7 separate regions of the Mus musculus genome follow, and regions 2, 3, 4, 5, 6 and 7 are each linked to region 1. A link is a contact called in public Hi-C and promoter capture Hi-C data. All regions are on one chromosome and are shown on one strand. Each heading gives the region's core, a stretch centred on a gene start, on an enhancer-like site or on the middle of the called end of the contact. The rest is flanking DNA. Distances are from core to core; before and after follow the strand shown. Region 1 holds the start of Bbs2 (Bardet-Biedl syndrome 2 (human)). Region 2 holds the start of Got2 (glutamatic-oxaloacetic transaminase 2, mitochondrial). Region 3 holds the start of Irx5 (Iroquois homeobox 5). Region 4 holds the start of Cnot1 (CCR4-NOT transcription complex, subunit 1). Region 5 holds the start of Setd6 (SET domain containing 6). Region 6 holds the start of Gins3 (GINS complex subunit 3 (Psf3 homolog)). Region 7 holds the start of Csnk2a2 (casein kinase 2, alpha prime polypeptide).

Region 1 (2,719 bases), core at 151-2,650:
CACACACACACACACACCATATACCATACATAATTAATGTAATGTAATATGCTATACTATAATATAAGCATAACGGGGAGGGGCTGGGAAGGAGTTTAAAAGAGAGGATAGGTGCTAAGGGATAGAATAATACATAGCCAAAAGCTTGGATGTGGGTTTCAAGAGGGAACGACTCACTTAGTATCTTATCAGCTACATAGACTGCTTAGTAGCTCTAGTTATATCTCAATGGGCTGTTAGGAATTCCACCCCACTCCCATCTTCTTTCTCTCTTTTGTTTTACTTTGAAAATTAGCTTACAAAGTAGCAGGTCTTTTATGACATTTTCATGCATACTATGGCTGGCTGATCCTTCTCACCTGCTAGTTCCTTTCTTCTACTCCCCCCCCCCCCCCCCCCCCCCCCCCCCCCCCCGCACATTTACTCTTCTTTCTTTCCCTTCTTTTTGATGAATACGTTTATAAGGTGACTTCACCGGTGCTTTGAGTAGAGTTTGCAATTTGCTAAGATGAACCGACTTGTCACAAGGATGTAAAGAGTTAAGTCACATCATTTATTTAAGTAGGGTTTCTTGTGAGGTCCCTAGCAAATTACAGATTTACAGCTGGCAAAGGAGAAAGGCCATGTCCGTTTAGTACTTAAGCAGGATTCAGTGCTTTTTCAACATTCTTAGTTGAAAGTCTTTTCATATAAAGGGCATGTTGTCTCTAGCTGAGCAACTTTGTACAAATGCTAATTGTCCTGAAAATCTTGACTCAGCTGGTGGAGCGCCTTAACTGGACTTGGGAGAGAAGTACTCTTTCCCTTCCCATGTCCCTCAACTTTGCATCGTTCTCTACTGCTTTATATTTACCACCTAAACTATTTAAATAAACTATACTCTTTACTTTTATCTTGAGGGGATTATTATTTTCGGGTTACTATTGACGTTTGCCTGGGCATAACAGCTAAAGCAAGGGATACACTAAGCACTTTAACGTTAGTTTTGTTTTGTTTTTTTAATCGTGCGTGTGCATGTCCTTGGAGCTGGTTTTCTGCTTCCAACTCGGGTCATCAGGGTTGGTATCAAGTGTCTTCACCCACTTAACTATCCGCCCCGTAAAGCCTTAGTTCTTGAACGAATGAAAGGGTGACATAGTGTGTGGCGTGTACGGGGTGCAGCTTGGCTGACACGCTACAGAGAATCCTGGGGAGGTACTGGCTTAGACACCGCCATCCCAGACGCCAAGGTAAGGCTTCATCTAACACTAATTTACAGCCGCAGTCCGAGGACAGACAAAGAACGCAGGCCAACCAGGCACGACGCCACTGCGCAGTCGCAGGAGCTAGTTGGGACTTGCGTAGCTCTGCCGCTGGGAGGGTCCGCGCAGGCGTAGAGAGAGTTGGCGACACCGATCGCGCTCTAGTCTGCGCTTCCGGCGCCGGGCCTGTGGCGTTCCGCAGTCCTGCGTGTATTTACCTCCTACTCCTCATCCGCTGCTAGGCAACCGGCCGGCCAAGCTGCTTGCCTTGCGCCTGCGTCGGGCATCTGTCTTCCGCCCCTAGCTGGCGCCATCATGCTGCTGCCTGTGTTCACTCTGAAACTGCGCCACAAAATCAGCCCCCGCATGGTGGCCATAGGGCGCTACGACGGGACTCACCCGTGCTTGGCTGCCGCCACCCAAGCGGGCAAGGTAACCGCTCCCACCCGGACTCCTGCCTCCTCCAGATCCCGCCCCTCACGCTGCCCCGCCCCCTGCCCGCATTGCCTGGCAACCGGTCGCCGCTGTCCTTGGCTCCAGTCCCATCAAAGTGGGATTTCAAAGAACAGCTTTGTAGCAGTGACGTTTTTTATCACCAGGTTCTCAGTGTTGAACAGTATTGAGGACAGATCAGGAACCTAGGGAAAAGAAGTCTCAAGAAAAAGGAGCGCTTGTCCAGGAGTAGCAGCGATTGCTGACTCCAGATTCATGCCCAGGGCCTCTGCTTGCCTCCAGGATTCTCTTCCATATTTGCCTCTTTACAGTGGAGGAAGCGGGTGGGGTGGGGACAACAACCCAATGTTAAATTCAGATTGTAGTTTTGGTCCTTGATCACGTACATTCAGATCTTATCCCCATAACCTAAGTGTTCATTAAATGGTTATTATGAGCCACATACTGAGAAAGGGGTGTCAGGGTCACAGATAAAAAAAAAATTCAGATTTAGACCCAGTTTGCAAACAAAAGAAATTGTGAAAGTGAGATTGAATTCTTGTTGTTAGACTCAGCAGGTATGCCAGGTACACAATTGCATTTGTGTAAGGAGTTTTCAAGACACTGCCATGTGTGTTGTATGTTACCTTATATGCTACTTCTAGGGTTCCGTAGCAGGAACATAAGGATTCGTTTAAATGGGTTATGATTTCATAAACTGGTATGGTGAAGTAAAATGCTGAACATTCGTCTTGGTATGTGATGCTACTAGTTAAGAGGCGCTACCAGTCCTGAGGTAGTGCTACACATTTGTTATTTTATCTGTTCAAGAGATTGGGATCATAAGTTCAAAGCTAGCCTGGGCAACATAGGAAGACCCTGTCTCAAAATTAAAATTTTAGAAGAAGGGAGTTCTTTGTCCAATTGTCACTTGGATAAAGGCATGCACTGCTAAGTTTGATGACCTGAGTTCTGTCCTAGGGACACACAACATGGAGAGAGATCTGACTCTTGTAAGTTGTTGTCATCTGACCTTCACATGTGCT
Region 2 (2,719 bases), core at 115-2,614, 1.8 Mb before region 1:
GGGAGACACATGTGCCAGAAGACAGTAAGTTAGGGTAGACCAGAATGTGATTCCATGTAGGGATCTGGACTTCATGCAACAGCCCTGGAAGAAATGAAGATATCCTAAAGAGGCACTGTGTCTATCAATTTGACTACTGAAACAATGGAACCCAAAGAAATGGCAATATCTCTAGGAATCTCATACTGAAATAAGAAAAGGCCCCAGCCAGAGAGGCAACCTTTCTCCCAGAGAGTCTATACAGTTCTAGCAACTTATCAGATCCATCACCTTATAGGATGGGTTAATGGCAGGCAGGAACACAAGCTGACTGGGAATCTGTTTACGTTGGAATCTCTCATTTGAACCCCGAAGGAAAACTGGATCTTTCTGTCCAACTTCCTAGTGTGGCCACATTGAGTAAAAAAAAAAAAAAAAAATTTCGAGACAGGGTTTCTCTGTGTAGACCAGGCTGGCCTCGAACTCTGAAATCCACCTACCTCTGCCTCCCAAGTGCTGGGATTAAAGGCATGCACCACCACCACCCAGCAAGTAAATCTTTTTCTGCTTTTCACTATTTTACTTTGTTTGAGGACCAGTGACCTGGGCCTGGTTTGCAGCACATGCTGTGGCCCCCAGATTTGATAACAATCACACAGACAACTGAAGTGGCCGGAGAAATTAGACTGGCAATCTATACAGATTTCTGCAAGGCATCCCTGGGAAATAATGGCCCATGTTCAGAGTGAATTCGGTCAACTTGTGGACTTGTCTCAAATTCATTCTCCCAGCCTTTAAAAGCTTATTCATTTCTTCCAAACATAATTATGAAGACTTGATGTGCAAAAGTTTGTCGTTGGTCCTGGGTAATTTTGTATTGACTAATCAGGCTTTTTTTTTTTTTTTTTTTTTTTTTTTTTTTTTTTTTTTAGGGCATAATCTGCTAATCTCACAAGTTAATACTCACAACTGCCCCACAAAATATGCCTGTTGTCCTCTAACAGGGACATGAAAGCATTCTGAACCTTGAGAGACTTGCACTTGGGGAAACTAGTGGGTTGAAAGGAAAACCACACTGGAGCATTAGGAAAAAAAAAAAATACTTCCTCGGGTCAGTTTACATTTTTTTCCTTCTTTCAAACTGGCACGCTAGGCAGCTGCCTCTAGCGTAGCGGATGATTAACTGGAAGCAGAGCGCTGAGCACTGTGGACTGCGCATCCTCACATACAAGCTTCACAGGATTTATAGGCAGCGATTAGCAGTGCCCTTGCGAGTTTCCATGACCTCCGTGGAGGCGTCGTCGTTCTACCCCCGACCGCAAGGGGCCGCTGCGACATGATTCGCTCCAGGCGCAGGGCCGCTCTAGCCACGCCCAGGGAAGTCACTGTCCTCACCTTTTAGGAGCCCGCGCCTCGGTTCCAGCGGACGCTTCCCCAGATCTCGGCTCTACCACCATCCACTGCCGTCTTACCGCCCACCATGGCCCTCCTGCACTCCAGCCGCATCCTCTCCGGGATGGCTGCTGCCTTTCACCCAGGCCTAGCTGCTGCAGCCTCTGCCAGAGCCAGGTGAGCCGAGGGATACAGAGATGCAGCGGCACCGCGGGCCTGCCCCTGCCCAGCCGAACTGTGGACCCTGTGAAACCTGCACCCCACCCCGCGATCGGACACACGTGCGCACCTCGTGTGTCCCCAAGGGTTGACTGTCCCGAGTCTTAGAGTCCAGTGTCTGCGCCCCGGGGTGACCCCAGGACCCCTCATCCCTCCCCTGTATCTCCGGACAGAGGGCCAGCGTAGCCCCCGAGGTGGGAATTGTGGTTCTCGACTGCACCCAGAATCCCATTCTAGCGGGTGATGGGGGGTCCCAGATGTGGACTCAGCACAGTGGGGTGCGGGGCAAGGGGTGAGCACGTGGGCGGTGGCGCTGGGCCATCCTCTAGCCGATTGGCTATGGTGCCGGAGCTGCCTGTCGCTGATTGGCTGTGGTGCAGGGGGGCGCGCATGTCCTTGACCAGCTGCCCTGCGGGACAACAGGTCCAGCTGTCGGGGTCCAGAGGGTTAAATCTGCCAGTGCTGTGTAGAAGCAGCGTGCGTGACGGGGGGAAATGTGACCACATGCAAGGAGGTTCTGGGGGCGTCCAGATCCGGTGTGCATCCATGACCTTGGCGTAGTGCATCCTTCAGTGTCACCACAGTAGTGCCTGATGATCCCCTATCCCCTGACAGACCAGCCTGGCCTTTGGATGGAAAAGGGTTGAAGTGTAATGTACTTTCTTTGTTTTAAACCCTTGGGAGATTCTGTTGACTGGAAGCCATCAATCTTTCCCTGCATTTCAGTCGGCTCTTTGCTCCTTAAAATATTTCGTAACCCAGTTTCTCCGAGCCAGGCACTGGACCAGTTGCTGGTGATGCAGCTGTGAGCAAGACAAGAGGACTGACTTCCTTTTTTAAAAAAAGACAAATGAGTCATCTTAAACTAAGGTGTACTGAAAGTGCCAGGCCTAAACGGGAACTAGTAACTCCTGATTCTTCCTTGGGCCTCAGAAGAGCAGATTTGAGACAGTCTCCTGGAGTACGGCAGACACCTCCCCGGGGCACATACTAACTGGGAGCGAAGCCTACGTAACTTTTTATGCTTGCCTTCTTCCCTTTGAATGTGTTCAAGCATCTTCAAGGTAGTAGAACAGTCTGTCCTTCCCAGAGCCCGTTTTTTTGGCTCCATGCCAATGGGTGCCCTTTT
Region 3 (2,719 bases), core at 89-2,588, 1.7 Mb after region 1:
GGTACAACAAGGGAAGGAAAGGCTCTTTCTTTAATCTTCAAAGAAATGCGATAGACAAGCTGAGCCTTAGCTTGCACACCGACGGTCTAAAAATGCTATCCCTAACCGAAGCCGTTGCGCTTTTCCAGAAATCACACCCCGCCGTAAAAACCCGGATACACCGCATCTCGCTGGCCGTTTCAGAAATTTAATACTTCCAAATCGGATTGCGAAGATAGGATTACGGATTTGCAACATTTTGGGGATTAATTAAAGGCGAGGCCAAACACATTTACATAGATTTAGCACACTACTACTGTTTGGAATTCCGGTCGGCTTCTTTTGAACTACTTTTTCCAACATGGCAAAACCAAAAGAAAGAGGAGGAAGAAGAAGAAGAAATTTGCGGGTTGTCCCAGAGCTTTGAGCCAAATGCCGTTCTTTATAGTAAAGACCAATCAATCCCCCCCCCTCCCCGCGCCCCAAAGCCTTCCCTTCAGCTCGGCGATCCCAGCAAGACGCGGCTTTCGCCAGAGCCACTCCGGAGCCCGCGGCTCGAGTGAAGCTGAATTAGACAATTGCTCAAGTTTGCAAGGGCCGCGAAGCTTGGCGGGTGAGGTGGCGCCTAGGCCCGTGTCCACCGCAACCGGGCTCTGCAGGCCTGGCCCCGGCTGCCCGCTCGCTCGCCCGCCCGCCCGCCCGCCTCGGACCCAGCTCACACTCACCACGTAAGAGAAGGCAGCGGCGGCCGCAGCCGCGGGGTCGGCGCCGTACTGGAGGTGCGAGTTGTAGCCGGGCGAGGGAGCCGTGAAGGCAGTGGAGCCAGCGTAGGGCGAGAACGCGGAGCCCGAAGAAGAGCGGCCGAGCTCATCCGTGCGGGGCCCCGAAATGACGCTGGTGCTGTATGCGGGGCACGAGTAGAGCGCCAGCGAGGCGGACGGCTGGTACAAGTAGCCCTGCGGGTAGGACATGGCCACACACGGGCATGGGGCGCGCCGCGCCGCGGCGGCCAACGAGCCGGGCGGCGCCCTGCGAGGGCGAGCGAGAGGGCACCTGGCTTCTGGCTGCCCCGGGCCGCAGCTCTTCGAGCCCCGGCTCCCGGGCTCCGGCCCGCGGCGCCTCCTGGTTGGCTTCCCGCGCGCCTCTGGCTGCGACCGCCGCGCCCGCTCCTCTGCGCGCCCCGCTTGCCCGGGCTAGGCTTTCTCTCCCCCCACCCCCCTCCCTCGCTCTTTGCACCGGGGGGCTCTGCTTTTGGCTTTGCAAAGGTCCTGCCAAGATGCTAAGTTGGAAATTGAGGATTCTGACGCCTTGTGTGCGCGCGAAGCTCCTCCTTCCCGGGGTGTAGTCGGTGGGGGGACTGGCAGGAGCCTCTGGCCGGCGGCAGCCAACCCGGCCGCCAGGCGCGTCTCGCCCTCTCCCTGTTCCTCCCCGGCTCCTCTCCCGCTCACTGGCGCTCCCCTCGCCCCTCCCTAGCGCCCGCCTCTCCTCCGCCACCCCCCTCTCCTCCTCTGCCCGGCCTCCCCCTCCTCCCTCCCGACTCTTCCTCTCCTTCTCTCTTTCTCAGACTCTCGAGCGCCGGCCCCAGGATGACAATCACATCCCAAGCGCGCCGATCGCTTCCAACTTTGCTCTCCTTTTGCTAACTCTGGGCGGAGCGGCAATCTCGACGTACAACTGGCCTTAGTCTTGGCTCGGGCCGTTCGGGAACACAAAGGGAAAGATGCAGCGGGCTGCGCTCGGGAGAACGCTCTGCGCCCTCCTCGCCAGTGCGAATAGCGAAGTTGGCGGACGTCTTGTTCTCCCGAGAGCTGGGCTGGGAGGTGGTTTTTCTCCCTCCACGCTCCACAGTGGCTTCTCCCTCCTGCCGGAGGTCTCTAGGTTGAGCTGGAGACCTGGAATTCAGATCCCAGGGAGAGTCGATGGATGCCGGCGCTCAGGGCACAGCGAGGCCGAGATGACCGCCTTTCTGCGCCAGCAACTGCAGCAGGTGGGCAAGAGCCAGGCCTAAGTAGAAGGGGCCCCGCTAGCCCTTCCTTCCACCCATCCCTGGCAGACGACGAGAAGAGGCTAGAGAGGAGACTCTGGGGTCTCTGGCTGGGGGTGTGACTTTTCTCTGGAACGAGGAAGGCAGTGGGCAAGAAGTGCCCGACGGAGAAGCTGTTCTACCCGAGTCGGTCCCCCAGACGCCCCCGGCCCCTTGCCATCCCAAGTAGCGATGCCTGCTTCTCATGTCTAGCCACGAGCAGCTTGCCCCGTCAGGTCTGTGGAGCCGGAGGGTGTGGGGTCTCGCCCCTTTTGTTCCACTAAGTCGCCTTCCACCCTCGCTCGCCCCCGCCCCAGTTCCACTGCAAACACTGGGCAGTGAACAGTGTCCAACCCAACCGCTGTTTGTTCAGCGAGGCGCTGGCCCGGCAAACACACACCACAGAGTCCCAGGCAGAGTTCTCGGAACACCCCCTCCCCAAACCCCCCACGGCCACACAGTGAGAAGGCAAAACAGACCCTAGTCCCTGGTCTCCACCTCCCGCCGCCGCAAATTACAAACGCACTGAAGCTTTGGGACAGACAGGGGCGCTGGTAAACCAGGACCGCCGGCGGCAGAGTGCACACACCACACATCAAGCATTTTGTGGCCTTTCACAACCCAGCCACGCGCAGGCTGGAGCGTAACAATACACAAAGTTTCCTGTAATGATTCTCACTAGCCAGCAAGCAGTTTGCTCGGTTGGGGCCGTGGCAA
Region 4 (2,719 bases), core at 125-2,624, 1.7 Mb before region 1:
ACTCTCTAGGTGAACATATATATAGGCAAGCACTCAGACACTTTTTTTTTTTCATCTAGGGGTTGGAAAGATGGCACAGAGATTACAAGAGCTGGCTGCTTTTCCAGAGGACCCACCCAGTGGCTCACAACCGTTCACTTCCAGAGGGACGGGCATCCTCTTCTGACCTCTGAGGACATTGTACATGCATGGTGCATAGATTTACATGCAAGCAAACGCCTGTACACGTAAAATAAGTAATAAAAGTCTTTAACACATCTCTTTAAAGTTCAAATAGTACTGGTATGAGAGGTTACGTCTATTATCATCTCAGTATTTTGGAAGATTGCAAGGAGCTCAAGGTCAATTTATGCTTCTTAGTATGTTTCAGGCCAGCCTGGACTACAGTTGGGTTAACTGAAAGAGACCTTGTTTCAAAACTCAAACAAAAAGTCTAAAAGATAGGAGGACACAGTGGATAACGTAGCCTTTTATCCAAGAAGCAAAAGGCATTGGCATCCTTGAGAATAGCCAAGAGCAGGAGGAGAACTTCTGTTTCTATATCTCTGCAAAGCGTCCCTGCTTCAAAAGACAAATGGAAAACAAACTTTAAAAGAGCCAGGATTAGGTGGGCATCTGGGAGACTACATTCTCCAGCATGCATTGCTGCTCTAGGGCGCAGACAGTGATGGAAGAGACCACGTTACTTTTGCGACAGGAATAGGCGGGGCGTGCGACTACATAACCCAGGATGCAAAGGACCTCAACTTTGCCCCGCGTCTGACGCCTTCTGATGACTGGTGCTCCTTGCTAAAGAGATCCGAGGGGTGGACAATGCTTCCGCTGGGAACCCGCACAGCCTCTCGGACCGTGACATTTCGAAAGACGAAGGAAAGTAGACGAGCATCACCCTGTCTCTAAGTTAGAGTAGTTTGTGCGCAGGGTGGCAATGCATTAACGAGCTCCCTTCCGTATTTTTTTGTTTCCCGGAGGCAATGACCAGCCAGTCCCCATAGGTCGAACACCTCGAAGGCTTATGTCTTCGAGTCCCAAATCGAAGTTCCCAACGTCTAACCATTGGCTTACACCCGGGTGCGCAGGCGCCCAGACTCGGACCCAGTCCCAGGGCTGATGAGCGGCAATTGGCCTGAGCCCCGCAAACTAGGAGTCTGGATTGGTGGTTGCTAGCAGGAGCCTGGTTTCTTCCTCGACTTCTGCGAGTGATTAGTGTGTGATTGGTTTAAATCCGCGGGTACCCATCGGCGATTGGACCGCCGTTGCGGTCAGCGCGCGGCCATTGGCTGGGCGCTAGGGCCATCCCTCCGCCAAAGCGGGCAGCGAATGGTGAAATGGGAACTGGGAGGGGAAAGGCCGCGACGTGAGCGCGCGACCTCGGGCGCCATTTTGTCGAGAAAACAAGCGGAGTTAACCGAAGAGGGGGGTCGAGGAGAGCCGGAGTCGAGGACCCAGGAGTTTCCTGTGTCCAGCGCTGCGGGAGCCGACTGAGGTGAGGCGGGCTGGGGCTGCGGTTGGAGGTGGCGGAGGCTGGGAGTGTCAAGCTCGGGACGCGGGTCCGGGTGGGAGCGGTACCGGGGGTGGGGTGGACTGGGGACCCTGGAAGCCTTTTCCCGGGGCGTCGGGACTCGGGCAGGCGAGCCGGAGACGTGGAGCCAAGGCGGGAGGGGACGGACTCGGCCCGCTCGCGGCGGCTTTGCTCTCTTGGAGAAGGGAGACCGGGGGCTCACGTTCCTGGATTCGGAGCGCCCGGGCGCGGGTGAGCAGCTCCGGAGCGGCTCGGCCTGGAGGCCTTGCCTGGAGGCTTCGAGGATGGCGGCGGCGGAGGTGGCAGTTCGGATCCCAGGGCCTCGGCTCGCCGCGCGCGCAGGGCTGCAGCCTCCTCGGAGCGCACGAGCTCCTCAACTGTCCCTTTCCTCCCGGGCTCCCGGATGGGGGGCTATGGGCGCGGGCGCCCGCGGCCTACCTAGGTTCCTCGCTGGGCGGGCGGGCCAGGGGGCGGGTTTGGAGTTGCTGCCGATTCGTAGCGCTTTCCGGGGACTCCCTCCCCTCCTGCGCCCCCCAGCACGTTGTCAAGCCCCTCGCTTTTGGCTGCTTGGCGGTGGGAGGGGCGGGCGGGCGGGAGTGAGCACTTCCGTGTTACCCTTCTCGCTACAGGTTTTTTGTTCCACTCGCGCGCCCCGGCGCTCGCACTTTCTAACAAGTCGATAGCCCCCCAACTTAAGTCACCTAGGTCCCTGTGCGGTTGGTAGTGTTGGTTCTGCCTGTCCCAACGCCCCCAACCCTCCAACCGGCAACTACCGGCAGATGCCCACCAGTGAGCAGAATGCTTGTGGGTCTTGATTTGGTGCAGATCTTGGAGAGATCTTAGGTTAAGCCTAAGGCTAATAAGCAAACACATTTGGCCATGCCACCAGGTCCGGGAGGGAGCTCACCCACCTGTGCTCACAGACATTACTTGCAGGAGGAGTGCTTTGTAGGTTTTGAAAAGAAGTGCTTTTCAAAGTGTTGTATGGAAAATTAAGCTTCATGAGAGGTAAACGTTCCCCAGAAGTCACCTCGACAAATATTACAGTCCCACCTTCCGTGGACATTTAATCCAGGCAGGCCTTGTATCAGTGAGCTCTAGCCCCAGATGTCGAGTTTCTTTGGGGCCTATATACTTCTTTTTCCTCTCTATTCAAAACCGAGTAACAGTACTTGAGTTTTCCGGTTTTGTTGCAGT
Region 5 (2,719 bases), core at 110-2,609, 1.6 Mb before region 1:
TCCTAATAGCACTGAACTGCTGTTAATGCTCTCCACAGGGCCTGAGGTGACTTGGCAGAGCAGGCAGCTATTCTGGTGGACTTAGGGTGTGTCCACACCATCTCAGTTGATATCAAAAGTACACCGGAGAGTAGCTAGTCTCACCGCATTTTCACGATTAGTAGGAAACTGGAGCCCAGTGATTTGATTTGTAATGCACACCACCTGACCAGGGATAGGGGTCCACTCACTGCCGAGTACTCTAGATTGGCATTATGATTGGCTATGTGGTTTAGTATGTCTGCAGCAGGCACCATCAAGGGTGAGTTGGGCTCCTTTTCATCATCATCTTCCTCCAGCGGTTCTTGAAAGCTGCCGCAGAGAGAACTCAGCTAAGGCCCAGTCTCGGGTGAGGGACCTGGAGTTCACTGTTCTTTCCCACCTTCCCTCTCAAAGATGAGGGTCTGCTCCTCTAGGCTTTAATCACTGACCTATAAGCCATCACGAGGGCCACGAGCTGCTGATAGAGTTCCAGGGAGCGAACAGAGGGGCTGAAGAGATCCGAGTGAGCCTCCATGAAGGGCAGGACGATGGAATAGTATTCGCTACGGATGTTCACCAAATCCTTCTCCACGGCTTCGGGGACACCTGTACCCTTTAGGAGTCGCAACCGCTCTTCCTCCGGCCTGCAAGGACAGCCCACCCGGAGCCCTTCGCAGCCTTCTCATGCAGCAGGTGCCCAGTCCCAGAGCAAAGAAACTGCAACAGGTTCTTCCCGGCCCTTCCCTCGGCTCTCACCAAAACATGGGATGCTCCAAACGCCCCAGCTCTGGCCAGAGCGCGAAGTAAGGGCTCCAGGGTGATGCTGGGGCCTGGAGCTCGTGGAGCAGCGCCAGCAGCAGCGGCACCCACCCAGACAGGCTCTGCAGCGCGCCTCGCTCTAGGGAAGACACCAGGTGAACGTCCAAGCGCCACTCCCTTGCCAGCCTCCGAGCTGGTCCCCCTGCCCCTTCCTTACCCACCTCGCTCCAGCAGGCCGCTGATGGAACAGGTGTGGGGGGACAGAAGCGCGGACCGCGGCACTGCGAAAAGGAGCTCCCCGGCCCGCACGCTCTCCCGCGCCACCATGCCATAGCCGGCCACCGTGCCCTGCCGGCTCACCGTCACCTTAGGACTCAGCTCCAGCCCCACTCGCCTGCACCAGCGCAGGAAGCCGGCCACCGCGTCGCCCTCGGGCTCGCCGCCGCTGGACCCCGCAGGGAGCGGCAGGGGCGCGCGGGCAGCTCTCGGGGAGGGACAGGGCGCGACGAGGGGCGACCCGCCACTTACCCGCGCGCGCTTGGCGGGGGCCGCCATGCTGCGAGCAGCCGGGTCCTCACTGCGCTTCCGGGGCGGAGCTGGGCGTTTCTACTAAACCGCTCCGGTTTAGGAATCGCGCGTGCGCGTGCGCACCGGCCTCCACCCTAGTTCTGGCCGTGTCCCGGAGAGCGGCGTGCAGGGACAAAACAGTTTCTTCCTCTGTGGAGGCTGGGCTAGTATGCCGTAGTGACCGACTGATGGTTAGTGATTAACCATCATTTCACTGACTGATTGATTAGTCCGTTTACACCTGGGTTTGAAGTGGCCTTAAGGGTTTCCACATTACACACACACATACGCACGAGACAGACAGACAGACGAGAGACAGAGACAGAGAGGAGAGAGAAGAGAAAAGAGAGAGAAGAGAGAGACAGAGAGAGAAGACAGAGAGAGACAGAGAGAGACGCTGGAAGTAATATAAGGTGAATGAATGATAGCACAAACGGTAACATGGAGAATTCAGTAGTTTAGTTTCAGTACCTGGAAGGTTGAGGGGGGTTTGTGGTTTACTGGGAGTTTCTGGCAAGCCAGACAACAGAGTGACACCATGTCCCAAAACAACTAAAACCAAGCAAATAGTGTTGTGCCCTTGCTTTGAAGCGGTCTTTCTTGCTGGCTAAACTTTCTGCTCAGCTGTGAAATAGAGTTAGTATCAGGACTGGTAAAATTATATCTCAGTCAGAGTATATAGCCGCTTGGTAGAACCTTGACCATCATGTATAAACACCCTGGTTCAATCTCTTATCACCCTAAGAGGAAAAAAAAAATTAAGCAGGGTGGCCTACATAATTCTAACACCCATGACGCTGAAGTAGGATTGCTGAGTATTCAAGACCAGCCTGGGCTACAGAAAGATTGCTCAACCCTCCCCCAACCAAATGTGTCTAACAGGCACTATCCTCCAACTATCAGCGCCCTGGGGCAGCCAGGCAGCCTAAACAGTTGAGCCTTCCCTGTGATAGGAAACACGACACACGTAGACTTAATTTCTTTATTAGTTTTTCTGCACAGTTAACTTTCTATATCAAGGATTTTTGTTTTGCATTTTGTAATCTCAAAGTCTCTTTATCAGCCACCAAACAGAATACACAAAATTAGGCTCTTAACTTTGTACAGAGAGGAAAATAATGAACTCCATTAAAAGTTCATCTTGACCAAAGAGAAGACAACTACCAATGGGAAACCACATACAGGAAGGAGGACCTGATATACATACATATATATATATATATAATGTATAGGTATTTATAGATATCTTAAGAACACAGCAAAAAGATGTCCAATACTTGGAGTGCTATCTACAGTAAGGGATTAGTTCTACCACCTCTAAACAGTCACATTCAGTATTCACGGAAGCACGTGAGTGAACTGAACCGGGGAT
Region 6 (2,719 bases), core at 84-2,583, 1.5 Mb before region 1:
ACACCTTTAATCCCAGCATCAGGGAGGCAGAGGCAAAAGGATTGCTGAGTCTGAGGCCAGCTTGGTATACAGAGCCAGTTTATGTCAGCCAAGGCTACACAGAGAAACTCTGTCTCAAAAACATTAAAAAAACAAAAACAAAAGACTCCTAAATCTTTCTCTATGACAATGGGGAGCCAATAAGTTGACATTTGGGGTAGAACTCTGTGGTAGCATGCTTGCCTGGCATGTGAAACGCTCCAGGATTCACCCCCAGTCCTGGAATATTCTTCAAAAACATGGCGGTCGACTCTGAAGAGTCGACTTACAAAGGACTGTGAGGTTGAGAAGCAGCCCAGGGAGCAAAAATGAGCCTTTCTGTTGTTGAAAAAGTAAAAATGTGGTGTTTTACTTTGAGAAAAAGTACCTAGAAATAGACAGAGACAAAATTGATACCCTTCCAAACAAAACTTAAAGGACCTAACGGGAAATGAAAGTAACCATTGCAAGTTACGCTCTTGGGACAAACTCGTACTTGAAGCCATAGAGTCCAAGGTTCGAATCCCAGTTCACCATTTACTGGAGGACCCTGGCTTTGTTAACCCAGCTTTTGTTAGGTTTATGGGAGGGCAAAAGGCTTAATACGGGAAGCTGCAGTTGCCATTTTTCAGTGCGACACTGAAAATTGTTATGAGCAACCTTTTACCGAGGACTGCCTTGGTTAAGCCAGCACGGACTTACTGTGGAACCCTGGCTGAGGTACTCACTCTTTGTAGAATTGCCTAAGCGAGAAGATGACAATTTATCCCCCCATCACAGACTCCCATCCCCTGATGGACAGTCGGTCCTCGGAAACAGGCTGCAGACACTGTCATAATTGTGCCGAGTGCGCATGACAATCTGCAGTTCCCAGACTTCGAAACTTCAAATAAGTTTTATGGAAACCATGAATAGAACCAAGAGACCCTGAGATGATGGGCTGGAGCCAAAGCCAATGACTTTGGAAAGTTTGAAGACTAAGATCGGTGGCGGGAGAGTCCTCCGAGTGCTGTGCAGCTTCCCGGGACCCCCGAGGACTCCCACCGCCTCCAGATCTTGGAAACCTCTGCCCCGGCCGGGCTCGCCTCACCTGAGGGAGCGGATGGTCCGGCTCGGAGCCCGCGCCCCGCTCCAGGAAGAAGGCTCCCAGGCGCGGCATGGGCGTCTCGACCCGCACCGGCAGCTTCTCCTGCGACATCAGGATGTCGTCCAAAGACAGGAAGTTCTCCTCCGGCCCCAGAGCGCCCGACTCCACTGGGAAATACGCCTCGGACATGGCAGCTCGCAGCACAGTCAGGGATGAGGAGGGCGCGCCACCTCAGCGAACTAGGGCCGGCTTCAAACTCGCTTTCCCGCGCCGCACTCGCCAGACCCGAGCAGTCGATTTCGGCGAGCCTGCGGCCGCTCAGGCAAAAGCAATCAATAAGGTCACAGATTGGGTCCAGTGTCCCCGCCCAATGCGGAAGCCCTGGATGAGTCGGCCGGAAGTCCTCCTGCAGCTTGTAGACTAGGCTGGGGAAGGTATATGAAGCTTGAACATCATTGAAGGGACAGCATGTGTCTGTACTAACGGAACTGTGTTCATGCAGCCTTTAAATACACACATAGAATTTAAAAACATCTTTGGGGATTCAAGTAATATCATTTTACACTATGTATTCCAGCCCTCATTAATCCCGCTTTTATTGCATTTTCACTGGTAGGTTAATTATTGTCTTTGAAAACAACAGAAGAAACTAAAACGCAAGCACTAGTCCAAATGTTTAACTGTGTGCTAAGTTACAAATTATTTGTAGTATTTTGGCCGGGTGTAGGTTCAGGTGGGGTGGGAGTCTAGATGGAGTGGTAGATTTATATATGGCTGGAAGATCTGAAGTTCAGGGCCTTGCTCTACTGTCAACTGGCAAAGTCCTCGTGTGGTGATCAGTTTGGGTTCCTGAAAGAGGAAACTAGACCAGTTTCCTAGTCTTTTCACAGCCACTCTGCAAGCGGGAGCTCCTATATCAAATGCGATCACAGGTAGAGTACCTGAGAACAAAGGAAAGACCACGGTTGCTTGGTTGCTTGGTCCTAGATTTGGCGGTACATACATGAATACAGGTTGAGGCAGATTGTTGCGAGATTTGCTACCGAATTTACCTACTGTAGGAGGGCATTCCTGAGGTAGTGGTTTGTGAGCAACACAGGAAAGGGGGCGAGCATGCCTTTCATCTTTTGTATTCCTTTTTAGTTTTGAATGAAATAATTTGTTAATGTATTTACATAATTCACTACATTTAAGCAATAGCCTTCTAAATATGGACTAGAACTTTACATATGCTAAGCAATAGTCACTTGCTTTTTCTTGCCAAAAACACTTGTATCACATGAATGCTTGAAGTATTTACACCACTTTCTTTACTTTTTATTCCTCTTCTTTTAACAACCATTGCTCTAGTCAGTTTAAGACATTTTATTCCAGACAGCTACTTTAAAAAGTTGCAATAATGTCAAGCATGCTGGCACATGCCTAGAATCCCTGGACTGGGGAAGCCAAGGCAACAGGATCTCAGGGTCGAAACAAGACCAGGTTATAGGGCAAGGCCTTATCTCTAAAACAATTATGACTAATGTGCTTGTTGACAAGAGCGGGTCAGAAGCAGACCCAGGGTGTGAGCTAGGCATGTCCTGTAACTACTGGCAATTTTCTGCATGTACCCAG
Region 7 (2,719 bases), core at 120-2,619, 1.4 Mb before region 1:
ACCAGCATGGTAACCGTGGGCCAAGAGCACTGTGTTGACTGAAGGCCTCCTGCCCGGCAGACACTGAGTGACCTGGTGGTGATCACCCAGCCCTAGTCATGCCTTCACATTGTTTTCACAGGGAGGGGACAGATGGCAAACCAGGAGAGGACTCATGCCAAGCTGTAGTTTTACGAAGGGCATGGAGGAGTCGCTGAGAGAAGTATCAACTTCAGAGAAAGTGGCCTCTAAGGTGAGATTTGAAAAAGAAAGCCAGTCATTTGTGGGGTGGCAGCGGTACCCCGTGGCCAAGCTCAGAGAGAAGAAGAAACTGAAAGACGGGCATGCGCTATTCTCAGGGAAGGAAAGGTGTAGAGTTTAACAACAGCGGGAACATGTAGTGTTTTAATATGGAGCAGTCCTTAGTCTCTGTACAGCTCTGTGAAGTCGGTGCTGGGTTGATGCTACAAAATCTGTAGCACGGAGACGTTGAGTCATTGGTTCAAATCTGCATTCCTTGCAAACTATGGAACCGGGACTTGAACCTCGATAGTTCGGTATGTGAAGAAAGAGGAAACGTGGCCTCATCTAGAAAACAGTGTGTGGGGGGGAGGGAGAGGGGGAGTTTAGAGTCAGAGCAACCTGGGCTGGAAGAAGAGATCCTTGTTGTTAAAGAATATGAACAGGAAAACAAGATAGCCGGGGACCCCAGGACATCAATGAGAGAGAAGACTGTTCAAGAAGTCCTCACTCCCCAGCTCTCCCTCCTCCCAAACAAACAAACAAACAAAATGGATATTTACATTCTCAAAGTATGATCCACAAATTACAGGTTCAATACAAAGGGGGAAAAACCCAGTTAACTTTATGGGGAAACTATCTGGTGGGCTCTGGTTTAAGCAAGTGGCCCAAAGGATGGCTCAGTGGGCTCTCAGGGAGGAATCTGGATGGGGAATTGGGAGGCGAGGGTAGCTTTAGGACTAGTTTGGTTTTCCTCTTGAAGGAAGGGATCTGTGGATGGCAGGGTGGGGTCCAGAGTGGGAAGAGGAGTGAGGAAGGGGGACAGTTTGAGGGGAGGGTTCTTGGGTTTCAAAGAAAGTCAGCTCAGGGCCAATATGGGAGGTCGTGGTGGGTGGACACGAGGTGACTGGACAGTGGAACTATGCTAAGCGCGGCGGCAGTCAAAGGTAGAGACTTCTGGGGGGTGGCCTGCAGTTGGGCAGGCAGCCGGCCACATTGCTTGGAGGGTGGCGAGCTCGCTGAGGGGGCGGGCGCCGGCCATAGTCCCCCCGCACTGTAGGGGGCGCTGTGGGCCGGGGCGGGCCGGGGCTGGGCGGCGGCCGCTCCTGGCGAGTGCGGCCCCTTTTCCGGGTTTCCTCCGCCTCCTCCTCCTCCCTCTTCGCCGCCGCCGCCGCTGCCGCTGCCCCTCTCCCGACCGGTGGCTGCCGCTGCCGCCACCACCGCCTCTGGGGGGCCGCGAGCCGAGCGGAGGCCTCCGCGGAGCACGAACCCCGCCGTCCCTCCGGCAGCCGAAGGCCCCGGGCCGGCTCGGCCGGCGCCTTCCGCGCCCCCCGGCCCGAGCGTCCGTCCGTCCGCCCGCCCCCGCGGGCCCGGCCTGGCGCGGACGCCCGCCGCCGCCGCCGCGCTCCTCCTCTTGCTTGGGCAGCCCGCGGCCCGCCGCTTCCCGTGCCTGCCGCCCCGCGCCCCGCGCCGCGCCGCCGCCGCCCTCGGCGCCCCGCGGCGCCCCCCGGTCCCGCCCGCCATGCCCGGCCCGGCCGCGGGCAGTCGGGCCCGGGTCTACGCCGAGGTGAACAGCCTGAGGAGCCGCGAGTACTGGGACTACGAAGCCCACGTCCCGAGCTGGGGGTAAAGCCGCCGCCGGCCGCCCCACGCGCGAACCGCACCCGCCGGCCGCTCGGCCTCGGGGCTGGCAGGGAGGCCCGGCCCCGGCCGCACGTGTCCCCGGCCTCTCCTGTCCGCCCTGCCTCGGTCCCCGGCTCAGCCGCCGGTGGGGAGAAGCGTGGGGTCGGGGGTGGGGGCGGCCCTTCCTCCTCAGACTTTGGGCTTCCTATGGGTTGGGAAGTCCATGGCTGTCCTCTTGAGCTGTTGAAATCTCTACCTCTTTACTTTCTGAAATGAGGCTGGGTGGGAGGGTCATTTTGAAGAGGGGCAGATTGTCTAGAGCGGGCAGTGCCCCCTGGAAGGTGTGAAATGGGAGGCAGGTGCCGTGGAGCCACGGGCAGGGCACCCCAGTACCACCAGGGGGGATGCTTCCCTTAGTCCCCTTAATGGCTCCTGAGGCCTTGTAGCTGCCCATTCCTCTTCTTGTTAAGAGTCAGTTAGGTTAGGAGCTCTGCAGAGTGAAGGGAGCCAAGCTTCTGTGTGGCTCTCATTTAAGAGAATGAGTTGCTGTGTGATGGTAGGAATACTTCCGAATGCTTGATTAGTTGGAGATGGCGGATGGATGTGTGGTGGACAGAGGCTTGCTTAATCCCAAATCCTGGCATTTATGTATATCTCTTGCCTTTCACAGTAATCAAGATGATTACCAACTGGTTCGAAAACTTGGTCGGGGCAAGTATAGTGAAGTATTTGAGGCCATTAACATCACCAACAATGAGAGGGTGGTTGTAAAAATTCTCAAGGTGAGTGGCCAACGGTGGCATGTAACCTTTCCCCCCACAGGGCAAAAGAACCAGCTATCCCAGAATAAGCATCTCCTACAGGACTCCTACCATGC

Evidence for each region. Promoter capture Hi-C pulls out the DNA fragments that hold promoters and counts their contacts. A called contact is a pair of places that touch in the nucleus more often than the background predicts.
Region 2: a contact with region 1 is called in a Hi-C map of CD8 T cells, with 5 times the contacts expected there. The contact joins the promoter of Got2 here to the promoter of Bbs2 in region 1. A contact is called at or near these places in 1 of 39 promoter capture datasets (pre-B cells) and 1 of 484 Hi-C or Micro-C datasets (CD8 T cells).
Region 3: a promoter capture Hi-C map of pre-B cells shows a contact between it and region 1, with 2.5 times the contacts expected there. The contact joins the promoter of Irx5 here to the promoter of Bbs2 in region 1. A contact is called at or near these places in 1 of 39 promoter capture datasets (pre-B cells) and 1 of 115 datasets of contacts at active chromatin or transcription factors (pancreatic cancer cells).
Region 4: a contact with region 1 is called in a promoter capture Hi-C map of pre-B cells, with 5 times the contacts expected there. The contact joins the promoter of Cnot1 here to the promoter of Bbs2 in region 1. A contact is called at or near these places in 7 of 39 promoter capture datasets (hematopoietic stem and progenitor cells, hippocampal neurons, liver and 3 more), 2 of 484 Hi-C or Micro-C datasets (CD4 T cells and CD8 T cells) and 2 of 9 other capture datasets (adipose tissue and liver).
Region 5: a contact with region 1 is called in a promoter capture Hi-C map of pre-B cells, with 4 times the contacts expected there. The contact joins the promoter of Setd6 here to the promoter of Bbs2 in region 1. A contact is called at or near these places in 1 of 39 promoter capture datasets (pre-B cells) and 1 of 9 other capture datasets (liver).
Region 6: a promoter capture Hi-C map of pre-B cells shows a contact between it and region 1, with 4 times the contacts expected there. The contact joins the promoter of Gins3 here to the promoter of Bbs2 in region 1. A contact is called at or near these places in 3 of 39 promoter capture datasets (the C10 cell line, liver and pre-B cells), 1 of 484 Hi-C or Micro-C datasets (CD4 T cells) and 1 of 9 other capture datasets (liver).
Region 7: a promoter capture Hi-C map of pre-B cells shows a contact between it and region 1, with 5 times the contacts expected there. The contact joins the promoter of Csnk2a2 here to the promoter of Bbs2 in region 1. A contact is called at or near these places in 2 of 39 promoter capture datasets (neutrophils and pre-B cells), 2 of 484 Hi-C or Micro-C datasets (CD4 T cells and CD8 T cells) and 2 of 9 other capture datasets (adipose tissue and liver).

The regions. Positions count from the first base shown.
Region 1 is chr8:94,097,190-94,099,908 of GRCm38.p6, reverse strand. It overlaps Bbs2 (Bardet-Biedl syndrome 2 (human)), which reads left to right and starts at 1,400. Exons shown (of 17, transcript NM_026116.3): 1 at 1,400-1,673. The coding sequence starts at 1,557. Gm39226 (a long non-coding RNA gene) reads right to left here and starts at 367. Exons shown (of 2, transcript XR_879106.1): 1 at 1-367.
Region 2 is chr8:95,887,046-95,889,764 of GRCm38.p6, reverse strand. Got2 (glutamatic-oxaloacetic transaminase 2, mitochondrial) reads left to right here and starts at 1,364. Exons shown (of 10, transcript NM_010325.3): 1 at 1,364-1,548. The coding sequence starts at 1,460.
Region 3 is chr8:92,356,415-92,359,133 of GRCm38.p6, reverse strand. It overlaps Irx5 (Iroquois homeobox 5), which reads right to left and starts at 1,338. Exons shown (of 3, transcript NM_018826.2): 1 at 705-1,338. The coding sequence starts at 950.
Region 4 is chr8:95,806,100-95,808,818 of GRCm38.p6, reverse strand. It overlaps Cnot1 (CCR4-NOT transcription complex, subunit 1), which reads left to right and starts at 1,374. Exons shown (of 49, transcript NM_001372353.1): 1 at 1,374-1,486. It overlaps 4930513N10Rik (RIKEN cDNA 4930513N10 gene), which reads right to left and starts at 1,989. Exons shown (of 4, transcript NR_015574.3): 1 at 1-1,989.
Region 5 is chr8:95,714,553-95,717,271 of GRCm38.p6, reverse strand. Setd6 (SET domain containing 6) reads right to left here and starts at 1,359. Exons shown (of 7, transcript NM_001035123.4): 1 at 1,002-1,359; 2 at 778-919; 3 at 471-665; 4 at 231-351. The coding sequence starts at 1,335. It overlaps Ndrg4 (N-myc downstream regulated gene 4), which reads right to left. Exons shown (of 17, transcript NM_001372423.1): 17 at 2,316-2,719.
Region 6 is chr8:95,632,173-95,634,891 of GRCm38.p6, reverse strand. It overlaps Gins3 (GINS complex subunit 3 (Psf3 homolog)), which reads right to left and starts at 1,333. Exons shown (of 3, transcript NM_030198.3): 1 at 1,109-1,333. The coding sequence starts at 1,294.
Region 7 is chr8:95,487,470-95,490,188 of GRCm38.p6, reverse strand. Csnk2a2 (casein kinase 2, alpha prime polypeptide) reads left to right here and starts at 1,369. Exons shown (of 12, transcript NM_009974.3): 1 at 1,369-1,845; 2 at 2,513-2,624. The coding sequence starts at 1,742.